Regions from separate parts of the Oryctolagus cuniculus genome. Here all the other regions are linked to region 3. Evidence: chromatin contacts called from public Micro-C data. All regions are on one chromosome and are shown on one strand. Each heading gives the region's core, a stretch centred on a gene start, on an enhancer-like site or on the middle of the called end of the contact. The rest is flanking DNA. Distances are from core to core; before and after follow the strand shown.

The links. Hi-C and Micro-C count contacts between places; a contact is called where the count stands out from the background.
Region 1: a Micro-C map of ear pinna shows a contact between it and region 3, with 8 times the contacts expected there. The contact joins the promoter of ARF4 here to the promoter of SLMAP in region 3. A contact is called at or near these places in 2 of 6 Hi-C or Micro-C datasets (ear pinna and an unstated tissue).
Region 2: a Micro-C map of ear pinna shows a contact between it and region 3, with 7 times the contacts expected there. The contact joins the promoter of PDE12 here to the promoter of SLMAP in region 3. A contact is called at or near these places in 2 of 6 Hi-C or Micro-C datasets (ear pinna and an unstated tissue).

The regions. Positions count from the first base shown.
Region 1 is chr10:92,374,423-92,378,870 of mOryCun1.1, forward strand. It overlaps ARF4 (ARF GTPase 4), which reads left to right and starts at 1,968. Exons shown (of 6, transcript XM_002713263.5): 1 at 1,968-2,449. The coding sequence starts at 2,383.
Region 2 is chr10:92,409,393-92,413,663 of mOryCun1.1, forward strand. It overlaps PDE12 (phosphodiesterase 12), which reads right to left and starts at 1,466. Exons shown (of 3, transcript XM_002713262.5): 1 at 1-1,466. The coding sequence starts at 1,164.
Region 3 is chr10:92,186,158-92,190,479 of mOryCun1.1, forward strand. SLMAP (sarcolemma associated protein) reads right to left here and starts at 1,760. Exons shown (of 21, transcript NM_001082348.2): 1 at 1,563-1,760. The coding sequence starts at 1,760.

The DNA of each region.
Region 1 (4,448 bases), core at 718-3,217, 190 kb after region 3:
AATTGATAAATGGATAAATAATGGTGTATTCTGTACAATGGAGTAGTAATTGGTAATAAAAAAGAACTATGGATACTTGTAATAACATAGATGAATTTCAAAATCATCATGCTAGAGGAAAGAAGCCATACCTAACAGGCTAGATAAGACCACACACACACACATGCAGACACACACAGATTCCACTCATATGAAATTTTGGAAAGGACAAAACTATATAGTGATAGCAGATCAGTGATTGGCTGGAGGATGGACATGAGGGGAAGAGGATGACTACAAAGGAGAATGAAGGAATGTTTGGGATAATAAAATATTTGCTGTGATTATGATGGTGGCTACACCACCACCACATACATTTGGTTTAATCAAAGTATACTTAGAATTGGTGAATTTTATTGCAGTAATTTATAGCTCAATAAAAGACTTTTTTTTTTTTGACAGGCAGAGTGGACAGTGAGAGAGAGAGAGAGACAGAGAGAAAGGCCTTCCTTTGCCGTTGGTTCACCCTCCAATGGCCACCGCGGCTGGCGCGCTACAGCCGGCGCACCGCGCTGATCCGATGGCAGGAGCCAGGTGCTTCTCCTGGTCTCCCATGGGGTGCAGGGCCCAAGCACTTGGGCCATCCTCCACTGCACTCCCTGGCCACAGCAGAGAGCCGGCCTGGAAGAGGGGCAACCGGGAAAGAATCCGGCGCCCTGACTGGGACTAGAACCCGGTGTGCCGGCGCCGCAAGGCAGAGGATTAGCCTAGTGAGCCGCGGCGCCGGCCTCAATAAAAGACTTTTAAAAATAGATAAAAAATTATTTAAAAGGAAAAAAAACATATTCTCTAAAGATTAATCACATAACCACTAACTACCCTTGTAAGTGGATTCTATTTTAATTCTGCATACACACACAGGAAATTATATTTTTATAACACCTTACAGTACTATTTGGCATTTTTCCCACTACCTGAACACTGGAGAGCTTATTAGAAGACTGTGTGTAGTTCTACATCATTTGAATTCATAATAGTATTGCACAGAGGGGCATTTTATTTTACCCAGGCATCCTCTTACCTTACCACTCAACCACAATTATTGTCTGTGCTGTGCCAAGTCTGAGAAATACAATGGAATGTAAAGATGGATTCGTTTCCTGCCTTCCTAGTGCTTTCAGACAAGGGAGGGTATTGTAATGGTAACCACAACATGTGAAATGAGAACTAAGAAAGGAGGTTATGAGGCTTTAAGTTTGGGTGATGGGGAGGCCTACCTAGACAGGAGGTCAAGGCAGGATTTCCTTTAAACAGATCTGAAGGGTGGGTGAACACAACCAAAGTGAGGGAGGAGGCTGCAGACACTAATCCTAAACTGCTATTTACGGAGAACCTCCTTTTTAAAATATACTTTTTAAAAAAGCTGTGTATCTTATCTTGTAATCAGAAAAATATTAAGATCAGAAATTATCTTCAGGTAAGGGCTTCATGTTTCTTCCAAGCCTTTCTCGTCGACTTCCCTTAAAAATGCAATAGCCGATGGCAGTCTGTTGGAGAACTCTTGGCATAGGATTAAGGATCTTCAAGGCCTGGGCTGGGGGGCCGAACTGTCTCGTTTCCACTCCTTAATAGGTGATCGCCATCTCTCCGCCCGCAGGTCGGCTTTTAATCACTCCTCTTTTGGGAAGGTAGGGTCCATCTTCAGCCCTCCACTAGGACAAGTTTCTTGTCGCGTTTGTGAAACATATACATTTGTGGGTACCTCCAACGTGCGCAGCGTCTCAGAGCAGCTCAAAAGCAAGAAACAAACTAACTTTCTAACCCATAATGCACAGCTCTTATTCCCGGAAGCGAAGACCACAACCCCGACAACGCATTCATCCGGGGGAAAGCGTCTCCCCCTAAAGCCTGATTGGGAGTGACGGAGCGAGGCATTATGGGGCTTCACCGATCTCCTCCTAGTACGCATGTGCCCAGCGCCCGGCTCCGGGAGCCACGTCCCGGAGGTGGCGGCGGCGAGAGAAGCACGTCAGCCAAATTGGCCAATCCCTGGCGTGCGCAGGCGCAGTGGCTCCGGCAGCACCGGAAGCGCAGGGGGATGGGGCGGCGGTGACGCGATTCTGTCCGCGTTGGAGGGGCCGGGCCGCTGCCGGAGTCGCCGCGGCCGCCGCGTGACGTGGCACAGCCGGAGGTTTAGAGCCAGAGCCTGAGCTGTCGCGGCAGTCGCCGAGCAGGTCCTTGCCCCGCTAGTGCCTGTCCCGGAGCTTCGTCCGACGCGCCGGCCGGCGAGCCGCCCTCTTTCTTCCTCGGCTCTTTCTCGTCCAGTTTGCCAGGAGGGTGAAAGAAGGCCCAGGGGCTCCCCAAACCCCTCTGCTTCTGCCCATAGCAAGTGCCACTACCGCCATGGGCCTCACTATCTCCTCTCTCTTCTCCCGCCTCTTCGGCAAGAAGCAGATGCGGATCTTGATGGGTGAGTGAGGGGCCGCGAGCGAAGGCGGCCTGGCCCGGCGGGGGTCGGGGGCAGGCCGGACGATCGCTCGGGACGGCCTCGGGCCCTGTTTTTTTCTCTCCGCCGGCCGTGGTGGGGGAGGGGTGGCGAGTTGGGGGTCGGAAAGACTCCTGAAGGGGGAACAATGGGGCGAAGAGTAAGCGGTCGCCTCGGATCTGCCTTCCCAGAAGACCCGGGCCGGGCTTCGGGCGAGGTTTCCTCCTCCCGGGCTTCGCTGGCTCTCGCTCTTAGTGAAACCCGGACGAGGTTGGGCGGAGCTGGGGGGGAGAGGAGGCGAACTCCTGGAAGCGAACGCAGGGTAGGCCCATTGTGAGGGTGCCCGGGTACGGGCAGCGGTCGGCAGGGCGGCACGGCGACTCCAGCCTTTCCTCCCCCTTTCCGCTTCGTGTACACACTGCACACTCTGTTGGTTTTGTGAGCTTTCGGCCGCCGAGAGCCCGGAGCCACCGGGGCAGGAAGTGACCAGGCCCAGTGCGCTGGCCGGGGAGCGCCCAGGTTCCCCGGAGTCCGGTGTCCTCGGAGCTCGCCTTGCTAACCTTACCTCGCTCGGGATGCCGCGTATTCTTCTTAATTAATACTCTCATCACATGCAGACTACGTTCATCATGTGGGTTTCTTTTGGTTACTTTCGAGAACTTTAATTGCATTTGGCTTATTATTTTTGAGTATCCAACTAATTTTTATCCAGCTGGCTCAAGGTTTCATGCAGAAAAACAAAAACTCATTTTTTAAAAAATTTGATAAATATTCAGTACCTGAATCATGACTTGATTTTAGAGTAGCCATGTTAAATGATAGCGACAAAGTTAAGCTGGTTTGTTTTGAAATTCCTTTCGAAATAGGGTTTTAGAACTGCCGTTTAGGGATCCTTTTTTGCTCAGCCGAGGGCAAACGGCTGTCACTTGGGTGATATGACAGTCCGTTCTTCCTGGTACTGTGAGGAGTGTCTGCACCACAGCTGAACCTCTCCACCTTTGAACATTGAAACTTGTTGGTTCTGCTAGCGAATTTCTACGTTAGGAATAAAATTAGACTGAAAAAAATCTTGCTGCTTCATTAGCTGATTTTCTCCAGAGGGGTCCCGGGAAGGTCGTGGTATTTTAGCGCTCTTCCACCTGGGAAAGTTTTCTTCGGAAGTGAAATACGCTTTTTCTAGGTAAGTGAAGAATAAGGAGATCCACATTGAGTTCTATTTTCACTTTCCGGTTAATTCGGCTGGTTTAAGGTTCGTAGAAGGGTTGTTTTTGATTCTTCACACAGGTAAGTTTCTGAAATTACCTTAATGCAGAAGACATCAAATTATTTTAGGAAGGCAAGCATGCTATTTGAGATTTAAGTGGCTGAATATTTTCAGTCTGAAAAAGGACCTGAAGTCACTGGGAGAACTTTGGACTGTGAGAAATAAATTTCCAGTCTGTTCCTTCCAGAGATAAACCAGTACACAGTTGTGTTCCCAAAAGATGCTGTATGGTGGTCTCTTCTTGTAGCAAATGAATTGATATTTTTAGTTACCTTAGTCTTTTGTCATGGCTGAACTTGAGGGATGAAAGGTAGAATTATGCTATAAACACTTTCCTCTGTTTTCTGATAGCACTTTCCCCTCCCCCAAAATAGTGATTGGAAGAAAATGGAAAAGTTTTAAATTTTCTGCATTTGTGCAGCAGATGGAAGTTATGCTGGGATTATTCCGTTTATATCATGCTTTATTACTCAAGTTTATATTTGATTTGTGCCTCAGTTTGGGGATAGTCAGTTTTTCTTGATTACAAAAACTTTGTAAGAGCCACTTAAAGTAACTAAGTCATTAAAGGAAGTATTAACAAGTGAGAGATACACGCACTAAGAAGGGAAACAGTGATATGGAAGTTTGGTAGTTCTAAGATTTTTCGGTCTGGCCTTATGAGTGATTGACAGCAGAAATCACTCTTACAATGAATACTTTGAAGGTGTCCGCCCCATC
Region 2 (4,271 bases), core at 216-2,715, 220 kb after region 3:
CCGGTAAAAAGTGGCCAGGCCTTCGTGCTGCTTGATTCGAAACACCCCCTCCAGCCCGAAGGCCTCGAGGGCGGGCACCAAGCTGTCTGTGAACACCGCGCGGTCTACCTCCTGCAGACAGATGAGGTCGGCGTTGTAGCCCGTGAGTTCCTTCTGGATTAGGTTCTGGCGGTAGTCGAGCTCCAGGGCGTAGGGGGCACAGTACGGGTACAGGACCGTCCGCGAGAACTCAGTCTGGGCGTAAGTGTCCGCCAGGATGTTGTAGGAGACAGTGCGGATGAGGGTGTCCTCTGTCACCTTCTTGGTGTAGAGATGCCGATGGTCAAAAGTGCAGGTGCCAGGCCCGGCCTCCACCGGACACACACTTTCTAACTCCCGGCTCGGCCCGAAGCGCTGCCCATTGCCTGGCGTGCAACGAAGCTTCAGCCGTAGCCCGATGTCAGCATTGGACGGGGTGTAGACGCGCTCGTCCACACCCGTCTCGGTCCAAGCCAAAGATGGGGCTGAGGAGGCAGACAACGACGAAGAGCCACTGCCCTCTGCTTCCGTCGCCCCAGGCTTGGTCTCCTTGTACCAGCGGAAGAGGGAGCTGGCAGGATCCCCAAACTCGAGGCTGAGCTTGGGGCACACGGGGAAGCCAGCCATGATGTAACGCGGCAGCTGCAGCTCGGTGAAGGCGGGCGGGTTGCGCTCCACCTTGTACTTGACGTCGCCGATCTGCAGCACCGCGCCGTCCTGCCAGGCGTCCACGTTGAGCACATCTTCAGCCACCGCCTCCTCCCGGTAGTACAGCTTCACGACAGGCTCGCACGGTGCCGCCGGCTCCGGCCCGGGCCCTGCACAGGCCGCGCCGCCGCTCGCGTTCGGCCGGTTCTTTCTGCTCTTCTTGGCCGCAGCCGCCTTGGCGTGGCCCTTGAGGGCGTTGGTAGCGATCCGACTGAGGGCCCGCCCCAGCGGCTCGCTCTGGTCGCGCTGCATGTTTTTGTGGCTGCCGTCGGCCAGAGCGAACGATAGGCTCAGCTTGGGCTCCGAAGGCACACAGCGCACTACAGCGCGCTCCATGGCGCCCGCCGCTGTCTCAGCCGCCGCCTCGGCCCGGCTGCGCCGCTCCACTGCCGTCCGCACCCCACGAAGCGCAGCGCGGGCACCTGGGAGCCTCCACATGAACCTGGTGGCCCAGAGGCCGACAAGATCGGCAGCAGAGCGGCGGGCCCAGGGTCAGATGGAGACCGAGGAACCGCAGCCGCCGGCTCCGGGATCCATTCAGACTCGCCGACTTCCGCCCGCTGAGGAGCAGGGGCGCAGTGCTCGCTACGTCGCAGATTCGCCAGGCCCGCTTACCTGACCCTTCTTTCTGCAGCCACGCCCGTCTCTCATTCCACGAAGCTTACGTTTTATCTTCAACCTGGGTCAGAATGATGAGGGCGTAAGGAAAATACAGGAGTGCCAGAGGAACACAGCAGACTCCAAGGTCTTGTTGAAAGTGCTGTTTGGGGACGTGCGGGAAAGCGCGGCGATCCGGAAGTGGCTGGGAGAGCCGTCACGTGTCGCGTTTCGCTGAGGGAGGCGGTGCTGCCTGTGGAATCGAAACCGGGGCGGGGCCCGCCCGGGGCTGGCGTGCTGGAGGGCGTGGCAAGCGTGTCCCCCGGCCTCTCCACCCGGTCGCCGTCCTGGCTCGCGCCTTTCCCAGGCCCTGCGAGCGCCTACGCGCCGAGCTGAGCCTCTGTGGTGGGTAATAACGAGCAGTGTACAAGAGCTGCCATGTAGTGAGCGCCGACTCAGCCAAACAACGCCGCACACGGTATCTTAGTTAAGCCTCACAGTTCCTGTGAGGTAGGAACCCTTACCTGTCGCGTAGAGGTGTGAAGACGCAAGGGCTTGAGTGATCTGCTCGAGGTCACACAGCTGGCGAATTGGCAGAAACAAGTAGTTCGGAGAAGTCGTGGGAAGCTGTTCATCTTCAGGGAGTGAAGAAACGGGGAGACCCCTTTTTATGTAGAGTTGGCAGATTTCGCAAAGAACACAGGATTCCCTCCCCCCCAAATTTGAATTTCAGATTAAAAAAATTAATACTGAGAAGTCATGGTTGATCTGAAATCCACACTTAGTGGATTTAGCTCTGGGCGTCTTTTGTTTTATCTCCCGGTGTTTTAAAGACCTTGATGATGTCTGCGGGCTTGGCTTGTAGAGCAGAAAGAAGGCCAGTGTCAGCGAAGCCGCAGGAAGCCCAAGGGAGAAGCGTGGCAGAGGGCAGGGATTGTGCGGCGTTCTAACCTGCGCTGTGACGTTCCCGACTTGCTTCCAGCTGAAAGGGAAGGCGTTCGGGTTGCTTTGCCATCATGAGAAAGTTTTAACTTGCATTTTTCTCAAAGGGGGAAAACTAAAAACATGTAGTTACTTAATGGTGGGAAAAAAGTTTCTTTTTCTTTTTTAATCTTTATTTTTTTATTTGAAAGACAGTGTTACAGACAGACAGAGGGAAAGGTCTTGCAGCTGGTGGTCACTCCTCAAATGGCCGCCGTGGCCGAAGCTGGGCAGATCTGAAGCCAGGAGCCAGGTCCAGGAACCCCTTTGGCCATCTTCCACTGCTTTCCCAGGCCATAAGCAAGGAGCTGGATCGAAAGCAGAGCAGCTGGGACATGAGCCAGTGCCCGTATGGGATGCCGGCACACACACAGAGGCTTAGTCTGCTATACCGCAGCGCTGGCCCCACAAGTTTCTCATGCTGTAATTCTCTTTGTTCTCTGTATAATGTTCTTTAAAAATATTCATAAAACCTTCATAATCCAGCAAAGGATTTTATAATTTTTTAAACCTTTAGAAAATTTTTTCTTGAAATCTTTTTTATTTTAATTTCAATTAATGTTTAACATTCTTCACGATTTATTCATTTTTAAGATTTTTTTTTCTTTATTTGAAAAGTAGAAATAGAGAGAAACATGACATTTGCCGGTTCACTCTCCGTATGGCCACAATGGCCCAGGCTGGGCCAGGCTGAAGCTGGGAGCCAGGAGCTTCTTCCAGGTCTATCAAATAGATCCAGGGGCCAAGGTATTTGGACCATCTTCTGCTGCCTTCCCAGGCCATTAGCAGGGAGCCGGATTGGAAGTTAAGCGGCCGAGTCTCAAACTAGCACATATATGGAATGCTAGTGCTGCAGGTGGAGGCTTAACCGAAGTCAGTGTGATTTATACATACAAGTCTAAGAGCATGATGATATTCCCTTACTCCTTCCCTCCCTTCCACCCTCCTCCTTTGTACCTTTCTTTCTTTTTATTTACATTTCTGGTATCTTTTAAAAATTGAGTTATACTTCATGTGCCATAAAGTTCACCATTTTAACACGTGCAATTTAGTGCTTTTTAATTATAACAAGGTTGTGCAACCATCATACTGTCTTAATTCCTGAATATTTCATCACCCTAAAATAAAAGCCCATCTGGATAAACAATGGTCTCCATTTTTTACTTCCCCCCAATCCCTGAAAACCACGAATCTACTTTCTGTCTCCATGGATTTGCCTATTCCAGACTTTAGGCTGTAATCATACAATTTGTGGTTCTTAGTATCTGGCTTCTCTCTCTTGGCCTGGTGTTTTCAAGATATATCTGTATAGTAGCATGTATCAGTATTCTGTTCCTTACAGCCGAGTAGAATCCCTTTGTATGGTTATATCACATTTTGTTTATCCATTCAGCAATGGGAAGGTTTTAATCAGGGAAGTAAACTTTTGTTTTTAAAGGTTATGTTTTTAAGAGATAACTCTGACTGTAAGATAAAGAGTCTATTCTAGAAGGGCAGAAGTAAAAACAGAGGAAGGAGGCTTGAGCAGCTAAACAGTGAATGATAGGACATTTACAGAGACTGGAAAATGTGGGATAGGAATATGTTTGGTGGAGAAAATCAAGAGTCTGTTTAGACCATATTAAATTTGAGATGCTATTGCTGGAACTCTGGCTTGGCAGGGAAGGCTGCCGTCTGCAGTGCTAGCATCTCAAATAGGCGCATCTTTGAGTCCCAGATGCTCTGCTTCTGATCCAGCTGCCTGCTAATGGGCCTGGTAAAACAGCAGAGAATGACCCAAGTCCTTGAACCCCTGCACCCATGTGGGAGACCCAGAAGGTCCTGGCTCCTGCCTGTTGCCCAACCCAGCTCTTGTCATTGCCGCCTTTTGGAGAGTGAACCCGTGGATCAAAGATCCTACTCTGGGACTCTCTCTCTGTAACTCTGCCTTTCAAATAAATATATCCTTTTTACAAAATTTTTGATAT
Region 3 (4,322 bases), core at 510-3,009:
TCCTTTGATTGCTGAATGAATGAAAGTGAATTTATAGAGTATGTATCTATGTACTGAGAGCAAATCTGTTACCTAATTAGGTTGGACCTAACTGTTGCTGGGGGGCAGGGAGCAAAAGATGTAAAAGCTGGTTAAGGTACTAGTAACTAACCAATGTCTGAATTCAAAGACCAGAGTGATGAGCTTTATGAATATTCATTTTAAAAGAGTGTGTGTAAATTGTGAAGTCTTTGAGGCATCCAAACTTTAGCTTCCAGGGAGGTAAAAGGGTATGTTCCATACGTAAATAAGCATCTGGCATTATACAGAAAAATTAACATACTTTTCAGTCTACATCCTACACACCAGAGTAGGTTATAGGTATTATGCAAGCACACAGCACTTGGGCAATCTTTTCCTCCTTTCCTTAGAAAATAATTTATATAATAACTGTTTAATTGAGTCGCTGCAGAAGCAGCTTTGCTTCCTCTCTTGCTTTTGAGGTTCAGGCTTTTTTCACTTCAAAACACTAATCTTGAAAAAATTTTAATTCTTCTTTTAAGGAAGACTTCATCATTTATCTCAGAAAAGGGCAAAAAGTCAGGAGGCGAAACCTGAGCTATTCCTATTAGTCTTACATAACTTAAAGTTTAAATTAATTCAGTAGTTCAACTAAAACCTGTGGGTAAAGCAGAAAGATGAGCTCTTTCAGTATACTCTCCATACACACACAGTTTTTAAAACCTGAAAGACTTAGTATTTGCCTCCTGATTTCTTAATATATAAGCACACATCTATATAGTAATTTACATATCCACATAAAAATGCTAAAATTGTTACACTTAAAATGAATACCTCATTTGGGGAAGAATATAATTAACAGAATTGAACTTAATTTCAGAAAACAAATTAATTCCCTCATACTAATTTTTGAATGTCACCTCTGTAAGTATGCATTAAGTATTTAAAAAGTGCTGAAGGGAACATCAAAAAGTGATTTTTGAAAGCAACAGGTATATGTTAACTATTGCTTGTCACCTGGAAACAAAACTCTGAAACTGTGAAGTCAGTTGTCCGTGCTTTAATTGGCTTTGATTACTGCAAAGTACCACTTCAAGGGTAAATATCTATCAAAACTGTCAACAGCATTAGGTTCACACAAGCAATCCTCCTATCTAGAAAAGCCCTGATCTGAAATCCTCAGTAAAGCTGGCCACGGATCCCCTGCCTTGCTACGGGAACTGCAGCTTGCTTAATCAAGCGCCAAACTGCAAACCCACCTTCCTAAAAAGATGGCACAGCTAGTCCCAAGTCTCACTATTCAGTTTTGAGAAGCCCTGGGAACCACCACACTATCAAGATGCCATTGGCCTCCGAGGCATTTGATTACAATACCTTGTGTTTTCCATTCAACCACCTCTATTCAGTTTCCCCTAGAACCAGGCACACACAAAGTTGACTCCACCGCTTTGCTGAAAGCGATCTCTGGGGTGCAAACTCTGGGATCATGCATCCATCATGCATCCATGATGCCTCCAGGGGAGGGCAAAAGGAAAGGCAAAGCACAGGGTGTCAGACATTACCTTGCCGGTCTTGTGGTCGAACCAGACGAGAGCATGGTTCCTGGACAGCACTTTGCAGTCAAAGGTGGCATTATTCTGCGCCGGCCGGCAGCGGGCCACCGAGCGGCCGATTTTGATGGGCTCGTCCAGGTAGACATGACGCTCCTGAAACGGGTGCGAGTTCGGGCGGCAGGTGAAGATGGCCAAGGCTGACGGCATCGAGGACAGACTGGCGGTGTCTCTCCTACCAGGGACAACGAGGAGTTCCTCCAGATCCGGACTGCCCTTCACAAGCGTAGACCTCCCCCCTTATTCCCCACCCCACCCTCAAGTAATTTTTTGTTTTCAATTACAACAAACTGCGCATCGTCTAAGCATAACCAGGGCACATCAGCAGCTCCTCACTGGGGTGGGAAGGCAGCCCAGCGCAAGCCCCATGGCCTCCTTGGAAACCCAGCAGCGCCCCGATCGCAAACAGTCCCCCGCTGGCGGCTTTCAGTCCATCTTCCCTGGGAAGGAGAGGCTCAAACATCGGGCAGCTTCGGCCAAGAAAACTCCTGGAAGGCAGTTTTGGGGCTGGAGGTCTCCAAGCAGATGAGTCACACGGCGATTCCGGGGTTCTGTGTGCGATCGCGGCCGCGGTGCCCCCTCGCTGGCGGAAACGTTGCAGCACTGCAGCATGAAGGAAGGGTCCGTTCGGGGCGGCCGGCAAGGTCCTCCGGAGCCGAGGCCAGGGGCAGCCGCCGCCCGTCCGCAAGGGCCCCGGGGGAGCGGAGGCCGGCGAGGGGTCTAGGCGGCCCGCGGGACGGTCTTCATCGCCCCTGCTGCTGCTGCTGCTGCTGCACGGATGGCCCACCGGGTCCCCGGCCCCGCACGAGCTGGGGCGGCGGCGGCGGCGGCAGGGGTCGCCCGCGCCAGGCGTGGGGGCCGGCGGGGGCGCAGGCAGCGGCCGCGTCCGGACTCCCCGGCACCTGGCGGGCGTCTCCGCGACCAGGGGCGGGACCCGCTCCGCAGGCCGGTACGGACCGAGCGAGGCGCTACCCGGGCGCGGCGCGGGGCTCCCGGCTGGCGGGAAGTTGGTCCCTGGACGCCCGGGCTCCCCGGCCGCGGCTGCTCAGCACACCGGCCGCCTCCCCTCAGGGTCGTCCCCCCGAGGGTCGCATCTCAGGGACAGCAGCCGCAGAGCTCTCGGCGGACGGGGAGGTGGGGGTGGGGGGGTGGGGTGGGAGACTGGCCCGGAGGCTGAGGGAGAGGCCTGGAGGCCCCGGGCTGGGTCCGCCGCAGCCTCCACCACTCGCGGCCAGCGGGGCGAGCTCAGGCTGTGCCAGACGAGGCAGGAAACTTTCCGACCTGGTGGGGAAACATCAAAACAAACGGCCGTCAGGCGCTGGTGCCCGCCCGCCTCAGCCCTCGCCCCGCTCAGCCAACCCCCAGCTAGCCTCCGCCGCTGGCCACGACCTCGGCCGACCTCTCCGCAGACGGACTGCGGCGATTTGGGGCCGGGACGCTACGACGGCTCCTGCCTCCCTCGCCGCCGCCGCCGCCGTCGCCGTCTCAGCTTACCTTGCCAGCGCCGGCCGCCATAGTGACTCTGACTGAAACCTACCCGGTGCACCGCCACGGGAACGCGCACCCTTCAAGGGCCCTCCTACCCCCTCTCCCGCGCCGTAGCCCGGGGATGTCACGTGGACGACGCCGCGGAAGCCACATTTGTCGAGGGCAGAAAGGAGGGCAAACCAGGTTTTAACGCGCTCTTCTGGACGCCATCTTAGTTAAGGGCTAGAAACTTCAAATTGCAGGAGAATCTTGACGACCATTTTGGTTAAGGGCAAGAAAGAATTTGAACATTGAAACTTTTACAAACAAATCGTGCCCACTCTCATTTTATCTTCTTAGTAATAAAGTACCAAATTTTACTAAACTTTATTCACTTTACTACTTCTTGAATGTAGCCACGAATGAAAAGAACAGGTCCAGGCACAGGAGATGGTCATTAGACGCCATCTTAGCTATGGGCAACACAGTCCTCCCTCCGCCGCCTTAGGTGTGAACTACCAAACTCCCACAAATCTCGGATTGTGCGTTAGACATGACTAGGACTATCTTCGCCTTAACTAAATTCGTCGCTGTGTTTCGTGAAGGAAGAAAACTTTGTTTTTCACACGTATGCCGTTTCGAATGATCGTCCTCCCACGCGGAATGAAAAAGGAATGAGACTTGAGAAAGTTGAAAATCAATTTGCTTCCAGAAGAGAGGTCGAACAAGTGCCAATACGAAAAACGGAGTATTGCCCCTCCCCTCAAAATCTTAAGGTAGATGAGTCATTGGTCTAAAGAAGGCAAGACTTTGCCAAAGCTAAACGAAAACTTGAGGAAAAGATAATGGGAAGAAGCCTTTTAGCTCAAGGGAGACTTCATTCTTCAGATTCCTGAGACAAGACTCCACCGCTATGACCTTGGGCAAGTTTCTAAACTTTTTCAAACCTCTTTCTCACCTACAACATGCAGATATAATCGTTAATGCACTTGTTGTGGTGAGACTTAAAGGTACTGCAAGGTGTTAGTCCATGTTCAATGAAGGAGTCGTTATTTCAATATTTATATTTAGGGCCTTAGCCCATGCAATACTGGTCCCTCGGGACACAGATGAGGTGACCTCGATCCCTGCCTCTGTGTTAGAGATGGGGGAGGGGTGACAGAGATACAGACAGCTGATTTTTGATGTAATGGGGACTCAGAGAGAGCCTTCTGGTGTATGTGACTGAACTGAAGGAAGGAAGGT